Linked DNA regions of Hordeum vulgare: regions 1 and 2 are each linked to region 3. Evidence: chromatin contacts called from public Hi-C data. All regions are on one chromosome and are shown on one strand. Each heading gives the region's core, a stretch centred on a gene start, on an enhancer-like site or on the middle of the called end of the contact. The rest is flanking DNA. Distances are from core to core; before and after follow the strand shown. Region 1 has its middle 12 kb from the start of LOC123405975. Region 2 holds the start of LOC123404569. Region 3 holds the start of LOC123403794 (bidirectional sugar transporter SWEET2a).

Region 1 (2,720 bases), core at 42-2,541, 230 kb after region 3:
TACCCCCATCATCCAGTCGGTAACAGGCCCAGAATCATCCAGTCGGAGACTAACACTCGGAGGACACCGGGCCTACCGACTGGATACACTCGGTGCGTGGTAACCTCTCTGGAGGGAAACTGCCGTACGTTTCCGGGTGCATTTACTAGCATTTATAGCATACGTTACCTGTAACGCATGCATTCAATCGCCACTACTCCACCCTTGAATCAGAACCGTTGTGGAGGGCAACGCACTCTATATAAGCCGCCCTCCCCCACTGGTAAAAGGGTTAGAAAAACATTGTACTCCATATTACACTCGGTAACAAGCTCCGAGAGCACTGAGACGTAGGGCTATTACCTCCACCGTAGAGGGGCCTCAACTCATACAACCTCGCCGTAGCTAGGACTCTGCCCATCTCATTCGTACCCTACACATCTACTGTCAGGCTTATACCCACGACAACGACCATGCTGGAACTAGCACACATCGAAAGCTACAACCGGGTGCCACATGAGCGACAACCATCAGTGGCAAAGTTGCAATCGGATTTTGCTCAAGCTAAATCGAGACATGAGAAGTCGTCATCGCGGGGGGGGGGGGGGGGCACTGGTGCTGGAACCAGCTTCCCATTTTGCTGGAAGCGTATGTCGGAGATGCTGGAACCAACATCGAGATTTGCTACAACCATCACAATGAAGTGTGGCCGGCGGCTTCAGTGTTGTGCTTTTTGCTGCAATTGGCAACAGAAAAGCTACAACTGACGCCCATATTGCTACAACCAGCGACAACGAAGTGTGGATGGTGGCCGACAACGAGGATGCTGTGATTTTTTTGTTGCAACCAGCAGCAGGAAAGCTACAACCGACGTCCAAGTTTGCTACAACCAGCGACAACGAAGTGCGGACGACAAGGACGATGTTGTGATTTTGTTGCAACCAGGCGACGATGAGCATGTCCAGCAACGATGACACACGATTTCTGTTGCTACAATGGGCTGCAAGGGAAGCTTCCACCGACGTTGGGATCTTTTGTTGCAACCATGGGGCTCCTAGAACTGCGGCTATTCAGGATCTTGAATGGCGACCGACGGCAAGCTGGCGAGGTCAATGGCGTTGGGGGTCGCTCAGGGGGGAGGGGGGGGGGGCGATTCTCTCATGTGCAGTCTTGGTGCGCCCCTCGTGTGCAGGAAAGAAAGGAAGGGAGGAAGAAGACAACAAAAGTAGAAGATCTGACACCTGTCCGCAGGTATATCATGGGGCTGCGGTGCAACCGACCCAATTTTAGGCGGGCACGCCGGTGCCCATGATAATTTGCATCGTGACCGTCCGATGATCCTAACGTTCGCTGTTACTAGTTGTTAGTGCGTTACGCTTTCTCCCCTGTTTCTTTACGCCTTCCCCCCTTTCTCTCGCTGAAGTATATTCAGTTAAAATCAGACAGCGCCGCACTTGGCTCCTGACAGTCGCCATAGACTCCACTCCAGGAGCAGGAGCCCGCAGGCGGCGCTCAACGAGAGGGCCGGCTGCATCGCGGGGATATTCGGCGTCCGAGGAGAATATGCCAGAGGAGCCGGCGGGGAGGCGCAGCAGCTGCGGTGGCATGGCCGCGGCCGCGGGGCGAGATTCGGCGGCGCCGGAGGATATGCCGGAGGAGCCGGCGGGGAGGCGCAGCAGCTGCGGCGGCGCTAGCCTTTAGCCAGCTTATTATCCCAGGTACGAGTCACCGGATTTCGAATTAATTCGAAAACTTACATACAAGATTCCGGCGATCACCGACCTACGAATCCGAGTTCGAGTCGATCTCGGTGAGATGAGAATCATAATTATACCGTCGGCTCCTGCATCGCCGGCCCTAATCTCTCTTATCTTCGCCCCCCTTGCCCTAATCTCTCGAGCTCATCTTCGCCCCCCTTGCCCTAATCTCCCTACAATCCCCACGCCCCCTTCCTGCCCTGCACGATCGTCTCGTCGGACGGAAGGCAGCACGACCGTCTTCCTTCTCTCGGCGGGCGGAAGGCAGCACGACCGTCTTCCTCCTCTCGGCGGGCGGGAGGCAGCCATGGCCCGTTCGAGGATCAGGATCACAAGGATTTTCCGGCGGCTGTACTCGGGATTCCAGGTATTTAACCTCCTCTCGAGCGCCTTCGCGCTCATATCCAGCGTCCCGACCACCCTCTTGTGGGAGATTTCCAACGTCCTGGGGGTCTTGGGTGGCCTCTTGGACATGTGCTTTCTCTTCCTTGCGAAGCCCCCCATCCCCCTCTTAGCTTTCTACGCTGCCCTTGTTCTGCTAAATCTACTGTCTGGCCTGCAAGTTCTCGTCCACGGCCCCCAAATGGGATACTGGGGGCTCATCAATATGCTCTCAGTGTCGGGGTGCTGCTGGGACCTTCTCTCTACATTCTCTTCCTACCGCCGCCGCGTAAGTAAAGCCCCTCTCCTGCCTCGGTAACCCTGTGACTTCCCTCATTTTACTATCGGTTAGGCATGATGCTCTAGTATTTATTTCATCGCCAAATATCTGAACCTGACATATGCATATAACAGTAAAACTTGTTAGACTTGCAATTAGTTATTCAATTCAATCTTGCCCTCTTGCAATTAGTTTAAAAAATGTTACATTTGCATAACAGATCCTTAGACTCCCTCAAAAAACGAAAATGAAAAAAAAAAATATAGATCCTTTTTATATCCCCTGTTCACTGATAATACTTCTGGTGCTTTATACGTACGTAT
Region 2 (2,941 bases), core at 51-2,550, 210 kb before region 3:
TGCAGCTGTCCGTTGAAGCAATAACACCTTCCTGATCCTGCCTAGCCATGGCTGCTGAAATGAAGGGAGAAAAAACCCTCAACTGTAAATATACAGCCACTTGTTTAAAATTTATTTATGGTTTGCTCATTTGGTTCGTCTGCATTTGCCTGCTGCCTTGTGTACATAATGCTCGGATTCGTCTGTAAATATGACTCGGCCACTGCTGTTATTATCATCTTGGTTCGTTCAAGGAGACTGAATGATAGTACTAGTAAAATATTGCGCGTTTATTGCTTTTGGCTCCCGAGCTAACTGGAGGCCTTTAAATTCAAACTTCAAATTCAGTGAAAATTTGTATTTTAATGTTTCAAATTTTTTTTAAAAAAAAACATAGATAAATGAAGGTATAATACACAAGTGTGTAAATTTTCAGAACAAAATACGTTGAAATGAGGGCTGTGCAAAAAAGACAAATCTGAGGCTGTTTAACACATGTTACTATTCATCATTTCAGACCATGAATTTGTCTTTTTTATACAGATCACGTTTTAAAGTATTTTGACCTGAAATTTTACACACATGTCGTTACATCCTTACATACATGCATATATTTTTTTCAGAATTTTTTAAACCATAAAAATTTGAATTTGAATTTTTTAAAAATAAAGGCCTTTATGGTGCTCGGCCTCCAAAACGTCATTCTCAATATTGTGCCAATTTGTTTTCTCTGGTTCCCAACACTGTTTCACCTTGAGCATGGTATATCCTGTTGCAAAAATGGTTTTAAGAATTCAGAAGATGCAATAATGGTCTTAAGAATTTGAAAAAGGTTGCTCAGAAGAGATAGATGTATCCCAACTTCCATTGCTAGGAAATCTTCTTTTTGTTTGTGAATTCCTGTTTGTATTGAATGCATGCCCATCAAAGAAAGAAAATTAATTGATCCCCATACCGTGCTAGCCCAAACATGATCTTCATCAACTTGAATTTGGTGCTATCGCCTGCCTTTGCAAACAATTCCTCTTGAACATCCAAGAAGCAAGTCAAGGTCGCCGGCCCTGGCAAAGATAATCTACTGATATTACAATAATAATAAGAAGATGATGCCTAAGAAAGGCACCCCGGAGTGGAGCTCAAGTAACAGGGCCTACTAATTCTCGTCTGAACTGCTCTGACGACTTGCCACAAAACAAGTGATGGCATACAGTTGGCACGCCCATAAGTCACGATGCGACGTGGCCGCTACCGAGAAAGCAAACTCCTCAACGAGGAACACGAGAGGCAAGTTCTAGTCGGTTCATTGATCACACCGACCTTAACCCCATCCTTGCCTGCCACGGAACCTGCTGCCCGCTGCATATAACTCCACTCGCCACCATTCTCCTCCTCCACGCAAGCCCGCCCGAAGAGCCCGACCCCATCCAGAACTCGCTCGCAGAAGAGAAAAGGACCGACCGAGTGACAGACTGACAGTGAGTGACTACTTCAGAAACTCCGCCGATTCCGATGGCCGGCTTCACCCTGGTCGGACCGCCGGAGGCTGCGACCGCACTGGGCGCGGCGGCGGAGATGAAGACGGACGGGAAGGGGAAGGCGCTGACGGAGAACTCCTCGCCGACGTTCGTGGACCTGTTGGACGCCAGCTTCAACATGGAGACGGAGATGAAGACGGACGGGAAGGGGAAGGCGCTGACGGAGAACTCCTCGCCGACGTTCGTGTCCTCGGGGGACCCCTGCCTCGACTTCTTCTTCCACGTGGTGCCCGGCACGCCGGCCGCGTCCGTCGCCTCTCTGCTCGCCGCGGCCTGGGCCGCCGACCCGGTCACCGCGCTCCGCCTCGTCGCCAACCTCCGCGGCGTGCGGGGCTCCGGCAAGTCCGACCGCGAGGGCTTCTACGCCGCCGCGCTCTGGCTCCACGCCCGCCACCCGGCCACGCTCGCGCGCAACGCCGCCTCCGTCGCCGCCTTCGGCTACCTCAAGGACCTGCCCGAGCTGCTCCACCGCATCGTGCACGGCGGCAAGTCCACCAGGACCCCCGGCAAGAAGGCCCGCCTCGAGGCCGAGGGCGGATGGTTCCTACGCCGCGGGCGGGGCAGAGGACGCCGGAGCGGCTCTGGCGGCGGCAAGGGGCGCAGGGAGGACCGCGTCGGCGCGTCGGAGGAGCGCGTCGCGGCCAGCCTGGAGCGTGACCGGAAGCTCGCGGCCGCGGCCGCCGTGTCGCGCCGGGCCAAGAGGGCGGGGGCCGCGGCGAGGGTGTTGGACATGTACAGCCGCGACTCCACGTACCGGTTCCTGCACGACCGCACGGCCGACCTGTTCGCCGAGCTCCTCGCGGAGGACATGCGCAAGCTGTCTGTCGGCGATGTCAAGCATTTCTCGCTCGCGGCCAAGTGGTGCCCGTCGCTGGACTCGTCCTACGACCGCTCCACCCTCCTCTGCGAGGCCATCGCGCGGCGGCTCTTCCCCAGGGGCTCGTCGTCGGAGCTCGGCGACGACCTCCCGGACGCGCACTACGCTTACCGCGCGCGCCAGCGCCTCCGCAGAGCGGCCATGGTCCCGCTCCGCGCTGCGCTTAAGCTCCCCGAGGTGTTCATCTCGGCGCGCGCCTGGGAGTCCGTGGTATACACGCGCGTGGCCTCCGTGGCCATGAAGAACTACAAGGACCTCTTCCTCAAGCACGACGCCGAGCGCTTCAACGCCTACCTCGCCGATGTCAAGTCCGGCAAGAAGCGGATCGCTGCGGGCGCGCTGCTCCCGCACCAGATCATCGAGTCCCTCGGCGAAGATGGGGACGACGGCGGAGTGGCCGACCTGCAGTGGCAGCGCATGGTCGACGACATGCGCGCCCTCGGCAAGCTCAACAACTGTGTGGCCGTGTGCGACGTGTCCGGAAGCATGTCCGGCCTGCCCATGGACGTGTGCATCGCGCTTGGCCTCCTCGTGTCCGAGCTCACGGACG
Region 3 (2,858 bases), core at 141-2,640:
TGCATAACCTTATCAACTACGGACAATTAGAACGCTAGTCATACAATACATATTTTCACATACAATTAACATACTTATTGATACATATCATTGATGATGTTCAAGGACACCACAATTAGTAACTCATGAATACATAGGAAAATATCATCATCACATGAGTGCCTCTACGACATATCTCCAACAACGATAATGTTAGAAAGCTTCGATGCATAAAGAAAAAAGAGAAGAATACTTGCGACACCTTAAAATCTGATATATTAGGCATGAAGAAGCGTTGTATGTCAACATAAGTGTCCGAATTTCTTTCTTTCAATGTGTGAAGGAGACAGACACCATTATCATAGGAGTCTATGAACGTCCAAACCTTTCCTCCATCACCTTCTGCTTAGCCCTCCAAGCCTTTCCATAAGGAATGTTGTACTTCCAACTGCTTTTAACTGTTGTCAGGATGTGCTTTGCTTCCATGTATTTTTTCCTCACTATCTCAGTATACATTAGTTGTGCAATGAGAGTTGAAGTCAGGTTTGAATGATTTACTAGAAGGTTTTCCTCACACAATTATGTGGCACAAAATCAACTGAGGGGGCGAGGGAGAGAGAGAGAGAGCACGACGTCGAGAGGACATAGTCCTCTTCGGCCTAGGCTAAGCCGAAGATAATCTCTCTGGTGAATGGACCAACAAATAGTGCTCTTCGGTCCAGAAATGCCATTTTTTGGTCAAGTTTAAAATTAAGAGACTACTTCAGTCTTGCCCTACCCGAAGAGAGCCTCCTCGGTCAAGAAAGAAGGAAGAGTTCCTCTTTAGCATACACGAGGGCAATCAGGTAATATAAGTGAAATTTCAGAATTATGGTATACATTATTGAAATTTGTTATTTAAAAAAAACAGTCTTATCAGGATGTCCGAAGGAAACTTGACAAAAATATACCCGAAGTACATACAAATTATTTGCATGGGCCTAAAAACGAAATACTATGTATATTTGTTGCATGAACGGTTACATGGAAATGATGTGGATTAGTTGACTTGTCTCCATAAACACAAATAAATGACAGCCAAAACGTTCGCAAACCATTTTTCCTAGCGACCGTTCGCTGGATATCAGGGTCTGTTGGAGCAAAATGTCAGCTGCGCCGCCGTCGTCACCGGGGCGAGGTCCACGGCGTCCACGCGCGCGTGGCGTGTCGGATGAGGCCGCGCCTCCCATGTTGCACCGTCGTACGTGCCATGGCAATGGATTAGACCGGGCCGAGCCGGCCGTCAACATCCCCGACCGAGCGACTCTGAGGAATAAAATCGCAGGATATCCACCTTCCATTTCCACGTGTTTATTTTTCTTTTGATTCAACGCAAGGGGTGGTGCCGTGATATGAGGAGGAGAAGCCGGGCCAGCTCTTTCCCCCGTGGTGGTGGTGGTGGTGGTGGAGGTGGAGCTGCTCCTGCTCCGAAAAGAAAGAACCCACGCTCAAGCGTCTGCTGTCACGTAATAAAAAAAAGGATACAAAGCATCTGCTCGAGGAGCGAGCGGGGATCGGAGGGAGCCGGCAGCCGGGAGCAGCTGGGATCGGGATCCTCTCTTCCCCTTGCATTGATGGCTTCTCCGGGCTCCTCCTACCACGAGCTCTGCTGCTATGGGGCAGGAATTGCAGGTGAGCACCGCTACCACCATTCCCTTCGCTCTGCTTCTTAGACCTCTGCTGTCGTCGTCGTCGTCGTGGAGAAGATGCCTAGATTTGGTTCGGCCAGTTCTTGACCGCCGTCTTCTCTTTACTCTTAATCTTCTTCCAGGGAACATCTTTGCGTTTGTGCTCTTCATCTCCCCGCTGTAAGCCCGCCCGTCCCCCTTTCGATTTCAGCCCGATTTCATTTCTTCTTGCCTCGGCTCGAATCGCTCCGAGACGATCTGATTGGTCTCTGTCGATCTCAGGCCGACATTCAGGAGGATCGTCCGGAATGGGTCGACGGAGCAATTCTCGGCCACGCCCTACATCTACTCGCTCTTGAACTGCCTGGTCTGCATGTGGTACGCCCTCCCCTTCGTCTCCTACGGCGTCGTCTTGGTCGCCACCGTCAACACCATCGGCGCCGTCTTCCAGCTTGCATACACCGCCGTCTTCATCGCCTACGCCGACGCCAAGAAGAGGGTCGGTACCCTACCCACCACTTGCCCTTTGCTGCCCTGCCTGCATCTCTAAGTTTGACTGAATGGCTGATGTGGTTACTTTCTTGCTGCAGCTCAAGGTGTTGGTGCTGCTGGCAGGGGTGTTCTGTGTGTTCGGCCTGATTGTGTATGTCAGTATGGCGCTGTTTGATCACAAGCCTCGGCGAACATTCGTCGGCTATCTCAGCGTGGCGTCCCTCATATTCATGTTCGCCTCCCCTCTGTCCATCATTGTGAGTCCTCAATCATTCCCTGCTTTATAACTAACTCAAACCTGTATTGCATAACCACATCTTCTGGTGTATAATTGCTCCTTAATACTGTAGGTTTGATGGGGTTGGCGTTGTTGATCTCATCTTACCATGTTTGTTATTCAAAATGTATAGTCGATACTGAACTTTGCTCTTGTGTTTTGACAGAATTTGGTGATCAGGACCAAGAGCGTGGAGTACATGCCATTTTATTTGTCCCTATCGATGTCCCTGATGAGTGTGTCATTTTTCGCATACGGGGCGCTTCTGGATGACTTCTTCATATATGTAAGATCCTGTTTTCTATTGCTGATCAGGGCTTTTGATTGGAGGGATGGATGCCTAACATCATTTTCTGTTTGGCCCTTCTTTCTTGTTGGTTTGCCAATTACAGGTTCCCAATGGCGTTGGCACAGTCTTAGGTGTCGTACAGCTGTTGTTATAT

What was found. Hi-C and Micro-C count contacts between places; a contact is called where the count stands out from the background.
Region 1: a Hi-C map of leaf shows a contact between it and region 3, with 2.7 times the contacts expected there. The contact joins the enhancer-like site here to the promoter of LOC123403794 in region 3. A contact is called at or near these places in 2 of 6 Hi-C or Micro-C datasets (leaf and seedling).
Region 2: a contact with region 3 is called in a Hi-C map of leaf, with 4 times the contacts expected there. The contact joins the promoter of LOC123404569 here to the promoter of LOC123403794 in region 3. A contact is called at or near these places in 3 of 6 Hi-C or Micro-C datasets (leaf and seedling) and 1 of 1 datasets of contacts at active chromatin or transcription factors (embryo).

What each region holds. Positions count from the first base shown.
Region 1 is chr6H:117,437,537-117,440,256 of MorexV3_pseudomolecules_assembly, reverse strand. No RefSeq gene overlaps it. Among protein-coding and RNA genes, the nearest start is that of LOC123405975, 12 kb to the right of the region's middle. Within about 2 kb of position 1,291, at least 2 of the 3 cell types and tissues checked have open chromatin away from gene starts, as enhancers often do. A contact at or near this core is called in leaf, where this site is marked.
Region 2 is chr6H:117,879,205-117,882,145 of MorexV3_pseudomolecules_assembly, reverse strand. LOC123404569 reads left to right here and starts at 1,300. Exons shown (of 1, transcript XM_045098507.1): 1 at 1,300-2,941. The coding sequence starts at 1,489. It overlaps LOC123404576 (autophagy-related protein 11), which reads left to right. Exons shown (of 5, transcript XM_045098514.1): 5 at 1-232. The coding sequence ends at 16.
Region 3 is chr6H:117,669,961-117,672,818 of MorexV3_pseudomolecules_assembly, reverse strand. It overlaps LOC123403794 (bidirectional sugar transporter SWEET2a), which reads left to right and starts at 1,390. Exons shown (of 7, transcript XM_045097710.1): 1 at 1,390-1,650; 2 at 1,790-1,826; 3 at 1,929-2,145; 4 at 2,237-2,395; 5 at 2,582-2,701; 6 at 2,808-2,858. The coding sequence starts at 1,593.